3 separate regions of the Rattus norvegicus genome follow, and all the other regions are linked to region 1. Evidence: chromatin contacts called from public Hi-C data. All regions are on one chromosome and are shown on one strand. Each heading gives the region's core, a stretch centred on a gene start, on an enhancer-like site or on the middle of the called end of the contact. The rest is flanking DNA. Distances are from core to core; before and after follow the strand shown. Region 1 holds the start of Mars2 (methionyl-tRNA synthetase 2, mitochondrial). Region 2 holds the start of Plcl1 (phospholipase C-like 1). Region 3 holds the start of Hspe1 (heat shock protein family E (Hsp10) member 1).

Region 1 (3,797 bases), core at 806-3,305:
CCCAGTCTTGACAGCAACTTATCAGCTAAGTTTGGTGTAACAGGCTGAAGCAAAGTTCCAAACACTCGCAAGCACTCCAAGGCCACGTGAAGCACGGTACCCAGCCAGGGAGCATCCGCAGGGCTCTCCCAGGTCAATTTCCATGGTGCGTGCCTTTGGACGAAGCCATTAGTTTGCCGAACACAACTGGATACCGCCTCCAGAGCCTTATAGATCTGAAAGTCGTTATAATAGCCCGCTACCAGTTTGGGTAAGGTGGCCACTGCATTTACAAGTGCGTAGTCTTCTGCTTGCACACGGACTGACGGCCCCATTAACCCCGGCTCACTGGGGAAACAGGCAGCACAGAAAGATGGGTAGGTCCCAGAAGGGTTTATTCTGTAGGCAGTGCACCGGTTTAAAAGCCCTCCTAAGGCATCTGCCAGCTCAGAGTCCAGCAATTTAACCACCTTCTCATCATAGTAGTCGCAGTCCCAGTTGGGAACGCCCTGCCGAAGAAGAAAGTAGCGGAAGCCATCCACAGTATAGCGATCAAGGCAAGTCCTGGGATCCACCACGTTGCCCAAGCTCTTGGACATTTTTTGGCCACTTACCGTCCAGTGCGAGTGGACACAGATGCGATGTGGTGGCCTCAACCCTGCCCCTAGGAGAAGGGCAGGCCAATAAATAGCATGAAATTTGAGAATGTCCTTACCGATAATATGAGATGTTGCTGGCCACCAAGACTTGAAATCTGCATCCGGGTAGCCAACTACAGTGAGGTAGTTGACCAGGGCATCCAGCCACACGTAGATAGTCTGCGAGTCGTCCCCGGGAACTGGAATGCCCCAGTGCAGATGGCTACTCCTCCGAGAAACCGACAAATCAGGCAGCTCCTCCTCCAGCCACTGAAGAACTACCTGGTGGAACGGTTCCGGTGTGATCGCCTGAGGGTTGTTTCGAAGCCACCGCTGGAGTGGTTCTCGGAACTGAGAAAGCTTGAAAATGTAATTTTCTTCCTTGGTCCAGGAGACAGGGTGTCCGCTCTCGAGAGAGACAGGACAAGGATCCCCGGACGGACCCACCTGCCGAGTGACCTTGGCCTCAGGCAGGAAACACTCATCCGAGGCGCAATACCACCCTTCATAGATCCCTTTGTAAAGCAGACCCCGGGCCTCCAGCACACCCCAGAAGTGCTGCACCGCTACCCGGTGCCGAGCCTCCGTGGTGCGGATAAAGTCGGTGGAGGAGATGCCAGCCTCCCGGAAAAGCTGCAGGAACTGGGCAGACACTCGATCGCACAGCTCGATCGGGGCCAGGCCCGCGGTGGCTGCCGCCTGCTGGATCTTCAGGCCGTGCTCGTCCGTACCGGTAGAAAAACGCGTGGACCCAGAGCCGGGAACTCGGAGACGACGGTGGCGGCACAGGGCGTCGGCCAGCAGCGCGGAGTACAGGTGCCCGATGTGCGGCGCGGCGTTCACGTAGAAGATGGGTGTGGTGAAGTAGGCCCGCGCTTCCCGAGCGTCGCCACTAGCGCTCGGCGAGCACGAACTGTAGCGGCGACAGCCGCGGCCGGCCGGGGTGCGCGTCAGCACCCACAGAGCGCACTGCCGCAGCATGGTGCCAGCCGGCCCCAGCACTGAAGGCGGCGTTCCCAAGCACGTGAGAGGGCGCGTGCGCAGCTGGGCGGCACCGCAGCTTCCGGCGCGGAAGCCAATGAACGACGAGCAGTGACTCCTGTAGCCTCGCCCACGCCTGCCTCCACAGGCTTCCTGCAGCGCGCAAGGGCCGCTGGCCGGCGGGAGTTTTTGAGTAGTCGGCTAATGGGTTCCGTGTCAGGGCAGTTGGTGAAAGGAGAGCGTAGCCCGAGTGTTGTGCAGTTTTACTCGTTGGGATCTGCTGTGGATCTGAACTGAACTAATCGGTTCTGGACTGAACTTGTTGGCAAGATTTTTATATTGAGGTATTTTCCCAAATCCATTAACTGTCATATAGCAAGGCACAAATCCGGCGTTTATCTCAGAATCTAAATAAATCTGAAAGAAAGGAAAAATAATTTCCTAGAGCACTTTAGGGAAGGATAAGCACGGGAGAAAAGGAAATAACGTGTCTGAACATTTTGCTGAGCCTTAAGGGTTGATTTGAGAATCATCCAGGCATCGGAGTGCCGAGTCACAGACGTGCAGATAAGGAAACGTTAACTTTCAGCCTTATTGTGCAAAACCAGTCACAATTTTCTCCTCAAATGGTCTTCAAGTTCTTCCAAGACTGCGCTTTTAGTATGGAATCCTAATTTTTAGCGAGAGAGAATTTAGAAACCCAAAATTGTATTATTAATCCTTGGCTCGAAGCATATTTTCTCATCCACAACTGGCCTCCCTACACCATTTAAACGGTGTACATATGCACATAATAAAATCAGATAAAACACCTATAAACCCTCACCTAACTTAAGTACTGTTGGTGATTCTCAAAAGATGGTCCCCAAAGCAGAAGGAGACAGCAAGAACTTAGTTAGACATACATATTCTGAGGCCCTTTCACTACTGCTGAGGCAGAAACTGGAATCTCAGACCAACGATAGAAGCTTTACTGAGTTCCCCCAATGAACTGCAATGCACATCAACATTTAAGTTAGAGATGAGCTGCAGTTTAGATCTATTCGCTGTGTGCTAACCCTCTTCCATGAGCAGTAACAGCCCTGAGTTTTGCCTTCACGTCCACATTCCTGTATAGAAGCAGTGCATCTGAGTAACACTGCTTATATTAATTACATCTTAAAAAAGACGGGGGGCAGGTAGTCTCTATCTTACCTTTCTAATTCAACATTTTATTCCTAAGATTCAACCATATTGTTCATTCTTTTTGACTTGTACATGGTGTGTAAAGACTGGTGGTGAGTTGGATGTGCTTTCTGTGATGGTTTAGAAGATAGACTGATGGGGGTTGGGGATTTAGCTCAGTGGTAAAGCACTTGCCTAGGAAGTGCAAGGCCCTGGGTTCGGTCCCCAGCTCCAAAAAAAAAGAATAAAAAAAAAAAAAAGATAGACTGATGAAATTCTCTACAGGAACTACAGAAAGTGAGACAAACATCCACAGCATAATCTAGTCTGTTCTGGTTGATCTGCGAATTTGCAAAAGGCAAGTAGAAAGTATGTAAACTTAAAAGTTGGGGTCTGCAGACTCACTAGTTTCATGGTACTGGAAGGTAGTCTGCATGCTACTAGAAATAAAGGTAAGCACCAACCCAGTTACAAACCTTTTGATATACATGATGATCTTGATGCATGATCTGCTGGTACAATAGTGCCACAAAGGTTGTGGGAGTAACCAACCACCAGCTTATTGGATTTAGGAACTCCATGAAATAAAGCCAGTACCCGACACTTCTCAGTTGGCCAAGAACCTAAGACTAGACAGGCCAGGGACACACGGGAATGTTCTGCTAAAAGAACAATAACAGTAAAATGATCCTTAACATTCTGCTGTACAAATAGATCACTGTCTCACTCAGCCAGCATCAGAGAAGCTCCCTCCTACAGGTGAGAGCTTAACAGAGACCCATGAGTGAACAATGTGCAGAGAATGAAAGACTATGGAACGCTCAGTCCTGAATGGGGCATCTTCATCAAACTTCAGGTTTCAGGAAACTATGCAGAAGAGAAAGAAAGAAAAAGACAGTAAGAGGCAGTAGAAATGAGAGACACCAAGAAAACAGTGCCTTCCAGACAGGACAGATGCAGGTATGAACTCAAAGAGACTGAAGCAGCATGCACAGGGCTCTACAAGTAGGGGCCTGATGGGCCCTAGTGCTGAGA
Region 2 (3,797 bases), core at 393-2,892, 180 kb before region 1:
ATAGTAGGCGGCTCCCAGACCTTTTACTGTCGCCTCTGGTGTATTGTGTGTAACTCTTAAGGGTGTACATCCACACTGACTGCTTTACCAGGATCAACTTTAATCTCACATGTACGTAGTATTCGCAGGGATCTATGCTAAGAGGCCCTATTCCAGAGCTAACACCAGGGCTCTTACCTGAAAAAAATTACTCCAAAGTCATACACCCAAAAGATGAACTTTCGAACATGGGAAACAAGTTCAAAGTGGAAGACAGAAATAAATAAAAAATAGGGCAAAGAAAGGTTTACAATTCCTTGGCAGATGGATAAAGGCAAATCCTCTGGGGATGCTAGGGGAGTCTGGGAACGTTTTCCCGGATGTGTGTTTTCTGCAGCTCAAAACCTCTGAGCTCTTCCTTCATCCCTTCTATGCTGTATGCTGCAGCATCCGCTGCAAACTCTGCCTACCTATCTGCAAAGTTCAGGATTTCAGAACTATTTGTGTCTGGGGAGATTTCCCACACACACTTAAGTAGGCTGTGCATTGCCATTGCTATTCGGGAAAGCTAGCCCTCCTCTGGAAAATGCACAGCCAGCCCGCAAGTCTGCGTTTATCCCAAGTCCTCCCTCCCTCCTCCCATCTACCGGTTAGTGAGGCTTGCGGCGAAAATGAGGAAAAGCATCCATCAAACCGCAGAAGCGCAGAGCGCAGAGAGGAACTTTTCCTCCACTGACTGAGGGGAAGTCACTTCTGCTTCTCAAGGCCAGCAGCTGACTCTGGGAACCTCCGGACTAGGCAGGAAGGTTTGGCTATGAAGGTGGTATAAGAAAACAATGCCTAGCCTGCGACGCCAGGGGCAACGAACATCCTGCCCGGGGTTGGGGAGGGGGGTGTCCCCTACCCACCCGACACCCAGTCCCAGGCTCCGGGCCGCTGTGGCTCCGCTTACCTTGATGATGCTGCTGCGCCGGGGGGTCGCTCGTGCCGCCTCCAGGAGGCCAGCCTCGCTATCCGCGGGGACCCCCGCATTGCCCGGCAGCGCAACCCCGCTGCGACGGTCCCTCATCCGGCCCCCCGAGGCCTCGGGTGCAGCGTCCCCGGAGGCAGCATCGGCGCCGGCTCGAGGGTCGTCTTCGCCCTCCGCAACGTCGAGAGGCGCCGGAGCCTCCCTGCTAGCCGCGCCCTCAGCCATGGCCAAGCACGTTCTAGGCTCCCGGCGAGACAGCACGACCGCCAGCGGCGTCCAGCCCTGAGTAAGGGTGCGCTCAGGCACCAGAAGGAAACGCCGCTAGACTTTGTTTCAGCGCGCGACGGCGGCTGCAGCGGCGGCCGCAACTTTGTAGAGAGGAGACATCACTCGGGCAGAGGCGTCCTCGGGCTGTGGTCCAGGAGGTCAGCGGGCCGGCGCGGACCGGCGGCGGGGGCGGGGAGAAGATGTGAGCGGGAGGGAGAAGCAGGCGAAAAGCAGCGGGAGGTACCGGCGACGGGAGGCGAGCGCCGGCTCTGCGCAGACAAAAGACAGCGGGCGCCGGAGCCCGGAGCCTCCGAACCCTCCGAAGCCTGGACGCGCGCGGCCCGAGCGGCGACTGCGGACCGGCCACCAGCCACCTGCCCGCCGACCGCGGAGCGGCGGCCTCAGGAAGTGCGGCGGCGGCTGCCTCCACTCCGCTCGCCTGTGACAGGGAGGGAAGACTTGTTTTGACAGCCCATGGGGATTGGCAGGCGCCCGGGCCTCTCAGGAGCCGAGGCTCGCCGGGGGGGTTCGGCCGGACCAATCCTTACGGCGGAGGGGTGTGCCCGAGCGCGAAGAATGGAATGTGTTCTGTTGCTCGGAGCCTGCCCAGCCCCGCTGGCCCCGGTACTAGGCGAGGATGCGCGCGCCAGTGTGCGCACCCGCAGGCACTCGGAGTACATTTTAGGAAGTTTAAAGAGGCGAAAACAAGCTGAAGGTGCAAGAAATGAAACGGGGGAGGGGTGGGATGCGGGCGTCAGGGAGACGCCGGAAGAAACACTACCTGCAACACAGCAAATCTGGAAGAAAGAGGGTGTTGAGCGAGAAGGTCAGATCATTTGGGGTGATAGTGACACTTGGCACAGCCAAGGGTTAATCACAGGCTCTTCTGCCAATCCTTAGAAGTGAAGTCCACGCACTAGGACCCTGGAGTTCCACAATTTGCCTCGGGTTCTATGAGCGGATTCTACATTCACTCAGTAATCTGAGTGATTACAAGGAGTTGGGAGAAAGGGGCAGGGTAAGAGAAATCAGCGCAATGAAAACCCTTGGACCGCCCCCTGGATGAACCGCAGATATGTTGGAAGCCACATCACAACACGGTCATTGGCAGGTTTAGTTTCTTCCCTAAAACGTTCCCGAACGAGGGTTCAGCCTCCTTTCTACATATAATTCTAAATCAATTCATTTTGCTCCTTCCACACCAAGCTAGCTAGGATCAAGAGAGTAGAGATTCAATAGCATTAACCAAACTGTGAGCAAACGTAGACAATGGTTCTAAGGTCCCTGCAGAGTTGGAAGACAGCATTTTCATTTAAAATATTTGGAGCATCAAGGTCTATATTAAACCTCACTTAGATCATTAAATGGATTTCAATTAATAATTTCATAATTCAAGATTTACTTTTTCCGTAACGTGGCCAAAAGCACCAAGAAATTCTTAAGCCCTTGAGAGCCAGAATTATATTAGAATTCTAGCATTTTAAAGATGGACTGGGAGTCTTGGGGATCATCTAGGGCAGCTCTTTTATTTTTAAATGAAAGCCCAGGGAGGCCTTGTCTACCGACTGATTGGTACAGACACTAAAATCAGATCTGCTACCCAGCAACCTCCGTGCTCTCTTCACTTTTTTTTTTAATCTAGCTCCCCTGGGGCTACGACCAGTCAGAACTGGATGTGACTCTTGGGAGGATTCACATTTGACATTTATCATCTCCTAGGGAAGACTAGTAAGATCTGACTTTACCTTTTCTTTAAATATACGAGCACTCCAGAAAAGAGTATCCTCTAGATGAGCTGCGAGCTCTGGTTTTAGAAGCAACACCGCCCTCTAGTGAAATGATGAGAACTACAACCAAGATAACAAGCGCTGCTTCACAACTGTAACAGAGAAAATATATTTTGTCCTCAGAAGTATAGCCAACTTTAGATTATTGTTTTTCTGATGCTCAGTGATAATTACGTCTAAATTTTTTTACAGACGTCAGAGCGTTTGTTTTCTGGTACCTTAGTAAACTTTCCACTTGCGAGTTGTCCTTTGAAGATTGTGAAGCTGCAGTTACCTCCCTCACTGTCTTCCTATGAGTCTTATTTACCAGCGTTTCCTATCCTGCAGGTTCGTGTACCTTTATATCCATTTTACGGTATTGAAATTAGTATCATCTCACAACTCAGGACGATGACTGTCAAATAAGGAAAAGGCAGAAGGTACAACATATGGTTTGCAACATGTTTTATGAAACCAACTCGTGACTTCTGTGAACACCAATACACAAGAACTTCTGAAGACTTGGAGTATCTCTTCATAAAGGTTGTCTGACTCACTCGGCCTTGAGAATGGCGGAGAGAATCTTTCATTCTGTTGTCTCCTGCCAGAAGCTCAGAAGGCTTCTCCTGCCTGCAACTTTAAATTTAAAAATGCCCCATGTGCCTGCTTATCTCACAGAGGCTAGAAATCAGAGCAAGATGAGACCAAGGTCAAGTTTCCTGCAAGGGCATTCTCCTGACACAGGAAAAACTCCCACTAAGTCCCAATTCTTAAGGTTCTACAGACTACACAACATGGGATTTGAGACACAGACA
Region 3 (3,797 bases), core at 656-3,155, 130 kb after region 1:
GTACCTGTGCTAGAATTAGTTTTGTGCCTTATTAAATACCTCCTTCAATTCTGAAAAGACCCCTGGGTTTATCTACTTGTATGATCTTCTGTCTATTTAAAATTTGAAGAGTAGGCTACAAAATAACTACAGAGGTATTTCTTTTTTTTTTTCAGAGCTGGGGACCGAACCCAGGGCCTTGCGCTTGCTAGGCAAGCGCTCTACCACTGAGCTAAATCCCCAACCCACTACAGAGGTATTTCATTTTGTGAGGTTTTGTTTTACTTTGAGATATGGTCTCGTCCTGTACCTCCTGTTGGCCTACAAGGCTCTATAATCCACTTGCCTTGGCCTCCAAAGAACCTGGGCCAGAGGCATGAGGCACTATCAAGGCAGGCACTTTTTAATCTGTAGTGTGGGGCACTGCTGAATTAGCTCAGTGGGTAAAGAGACTTGCTATCAAAGTATGGGAACCCAAGTTGGGATCCCAACACTATAGTAAAAAGGATGTAACCCCCAACATGCTCAGGCCAGAAACCAGACTAGTTCAACACGACTTTACCCCAAAAGAGTAAGGTGGAGATGGCCCTGCAACACATCATACAGACATGTGCACATACAGTCATACACTCAAATACCCTCTGCCTTTTTACAGTCCCTGTCATTCCTTAGAAATATAAAACAATTCTAAAATTGTTTTCCTGAATGCGAGGTTCTTCGTGAATTGAAATCTAACTTGAAATTACTTCCAAAAAAACCTTGCCATTTTAATTAACTTTTTAATTAACAAACCAATTCCTCTCCTTCCACATCACACATAAAATTCTGTACCACTCTAGGAGCTCCGGGTTACCTTTCCTTTCCCGCCTGATCCCACAGCCACGACCGTTGCTTGCAATACTTTTCCTTGAGACTTTTCTGGAAGCATAATGCCACCTTTGGTCACAGTTTCAGCGGCACTCCTTTCAACCAATACTCTGTCAAATAGCGGAAGAAACTTCCTAAAAGCTTGTCCAGCCTGTGGAGAGAAATGTGTTCAAACAGACAGTAATTAAGTTCGAAGTGTCAGGAGACGAAGTTAATAAATACCACTGCAAACCTTAACTCCCAATAGGTCAAAGCCTTCCAAAATGACAAGAAAACTCAAGTGTATCTTTAGAATATACCCTTCAATGTTCACTCCATATAAGCCAAGTTGATTTTCATTTCCTTGTCTGTTGTGAGTGTGTGGGGGGCGGGGGTCTTCATTGCTCATCAGCAATCGCAACCTTGGTCTTTTCCAAGGTCAAATATTTTTCCTTTAGATTTTTTTTTCAAACTCGAGTAACAGGGGAGTGGTGTCAATTTTTAAGCCCCGATCTTACTCTTTCTCCAACATAGGACTCATTCACCTAGGCCGTGCCAGGGCAGGTGGGCTTCTGAGTATGTACCCGGGCGCCCGCCCCCTGCTCCAGACGCCTGCCGCACACGTGCGTGCAGAAAAGCCGTGGTGGAGAAAGGGTCGGATAGGCCTCGCTTCTGTAGAGCAACGGGAGGTCGCTGGACACTGAGTGGACCCCTGTCCTGTCCTGCTAGTCCCAAAGCGCACATGGGCTCGCCGTGGGCCGCAGGCCGAACTGGATCCGTCGGCCTGCCAGCCACGAGACACTCACCATGACTTACGCCGCCGCAGCTCCGGACTCTGCACTCGGACTCCTGCTGCAAGGAGACTCCCGTGGGCCGGCTCAGGACACGTGAAAAGACAGCGCAGCGCGCAGGCGCACTCAGCCCCTTAGCGTGAGAGAAGGCGGCCACTCCAGCGCGCGCGCCGATTGGTGGCCAGGACTCCGCGCAGGCGGCCGATGCGGGTAGCCGGAGGCGGAAGAAAAGGGGAGCACTTTCTAGGCTTTTCCAGGTCGGCCGCTGAGGTGAAAGAACAAGCCCCTCCCGGAAATGACGCCACTTGACCTTTCACCCACGAAAAGCGCGGGGCCTTCCGGAAGGTTCTAGAACCGAGCGCGGCCCAGGAACCAGTGTACGGCGGCGGGAGAGTGCTGAGGCCACGGGGCTGAGGCCGCTCAGGTAAGGAGGGCGGGGCCGCGCGCGTCGCATGCAGATTGCAGGGCCGGGGCGTGGGAGAAGTGGGGCGCGCGCGCGCGCGCACGCGGGGCCGCGGGGCGGGGCCGGGGAGGGAGGGGACTCGGGCTCATTGCGGTGCGCGCCCAGTGCTGGGTCCCTCACTCGCCGCAGACGGCCTGCCTCGCCTCGTGCTCTTCCGCCGCCGCCCCGCAGGTACGCGGCCTCGGCGTGCACGGCGGCCCGGTGCTCGTGGGCCTGCTTGCAGCGCGGACCGAGCACGGAGGGCTGGGGGATAAGTCTGTCAGCGACGCCGCAGGCTCGGTTCACTTGTTCAGGCCCAGTAGGGCCATACTGCTTTCATCACGTGCGGCGGGCACCACGCGACCTAGGCTAAGCGCGGGAGCAAGGGCGGGCTAGGGTGGGAGCAACTTGGGCCCTGTGGTTCCATCTGCGCCTGGCGCACTGTAGGGCTCTATCGGAGGGTGGTCGCGGTCCTCTAGTCCGCTGTGGCCGCGGTGATCCGGCGCCTTCACTTTGACCTTGCTCGGGGCTCCTGGTCGAGAAGACACGTGGGGCTGCGCGGCTGCGCTGAGCTAGGGCCCTTTTCCTCCGGCCTTGCTTGCTGCTGTGCTACTGTAGCTCCGGGTGGATGCCTGGCGGGCGACACTCTCCTTAGAGGGTTTTGCACCGTCATTAGTACTTCTGTGATTCTCTAGGCACTTGCATTTAGAACCTGCCTGCTTACACCAACTTTTTTTTTCAGACACTTTTCGGAGTGGATCTGCTTCCAAGGCCGTTTTGGCAGTGAAAGATTAACTCGAGAGGGCAGGAGGGGGTGGCCATGGGGAGGTGGTTTCGTGTGCTTTGTGCTAGTGCTGTAGGTCAGGCATGGGGGCAGCCTCCATGATCAGTTGGTTAACAGATTATGTCCTGAATCTGCAGCGCCGTTAGCAGAGAACAGCAGAACTCCAATCTAGCCACCATATTTTGAAGCACCGTTGGACAAGTTTGTAGTGATACTTTTTTTCTTTCCCCAGAAATGCTTCGACTACCCACAGTCCTTCGCCAGATGAGACCAGTGTCTCGGGCACTGGCTCCTCATCTCACTCGGGCCTATGCCAAAGATGTAAAATTTGGTGCGGATGCTCGAGCCTTAATGCTTCAAGGTGTAGACCTTTTAGCCGATGCTGTAGCTGTTACAATGGGGCCAAAGGTACCAGTATACTTATGTCGTGTTAAAGAATAGTGTTCTGTAGCTGCAAGACAGCATTTTGTAATCGAGTTTTGTGAGTATCTGATTTGCATGTGGTACAACTTAGTGGTTTGGGGGGTGTTATTTAGGTTTGTTAGTTGGTCATTCTACGACGGTGTCCTTACTGCTGCTTCAGTCGATTTGGGAGACTTCTGTGCGTTGTGATGTAATAGTAACAGCTCAAGGAAGATTTTCAAACCAGAGTCATGACTGTGTGCATGCTTGCATTAAATTTTGGATCCCATCCCAGTAGTTAGAGGGTATAGAGGGGAAAGTACAACTCCACTCTAATAACTCAAGTGCATAGCTGTAATGTGAGCGTTCACTGAACGCTGAAATTTCCAACATAAAAGGCAAATGCACTAGTGTAGAATCATTACTTTAAAGGTGTCCGTATTTTTATATGCATTTTATTCTGCCTGCATTTATGTCTGCCAGGGTGCCAAGGTTCTGGGAACTGACTTGGCCCTTTGGAAGAGGAGCCTGTACTATTACCACCAAGCTGTCT

Evidence for each region. Hi-C and Micro-C count contacts between places; a contact is called where the count stands out from the background.
Region 2: a Hi-C map of Schwann cells shows a contact between it and region 1, with 7 times the contacts expected there. The contact joins the promoter of Plcl1 here to the promoter of Mars2 in region 1. A contact is called at or near these places in 2 of 12 Hi-C or Micro-C datasets (Schwann cells and frontal cortex) and 1 of 1 datasets of contacts at active chromatin or transcription factors (oligodendrocytes).
Region 3: a contact with region 1 is called in a Hi-C map of frontal cortex, with 3 times the contacts expected there. The contact joins the promoter of Hspe1 here to the promoter of Mars2 in region 1. A contact is called at or near these places in 1 of 12 Hi-C or Micro-C datasets (frontal cortex) and 1 of 1 datasets of contacts at active chromatin or transcription factors (oligodendrocytes).

What each region holds. Positions count from the first base shown.
Region 1 is chr9:64,213,193-64,216,989 of GRCr8, reverse strand. Mars2 (methionyl-tRNA synthetase 2, mitochondrial) reads right to left here and starts at 2,055. Exons shown (of 3, transcript XM_039084841.2): 1 at 695-2,055. The coding sequence starts at 1,598.
Region 2 is chr9:64,393,821-64,397,617 of GRCr8, reverse strand. Plcl1 (phospholipase C-like 1) reads right to left here and starts at 1,642. Exons shown (of 6, transcript NM_053456.2): 1 at 932-1,642. The coding sequence starts at 1,174. LOC120094794 (a long non-coding RNA gene) reads right to left here and starts at 925. Exons shown (of 2, transcript XR_005489492.2): 1 at 1-925.
Region 3 is chr9:64,082,435-64,086,231 of GRCr8, reverse strand. Hspe1 (heat shock protein family E (Hsp10) member 1) reads right to left here and starts at 1,905. Exons shown (of 4, transcript NM_012966.1): 1 at 1,632-1,905; 2 at 833-997. The coding sequence starts at 1,634. Hspd1 (heat shock protein family D (Hsp60) member 1) reads left to right here and starts at 2,195. Exons shown (of 12, transcript NM_022229.2): 1 at 2,195-2,250; 2 at 3,075-3,250. The coding sequence starts at 3,077.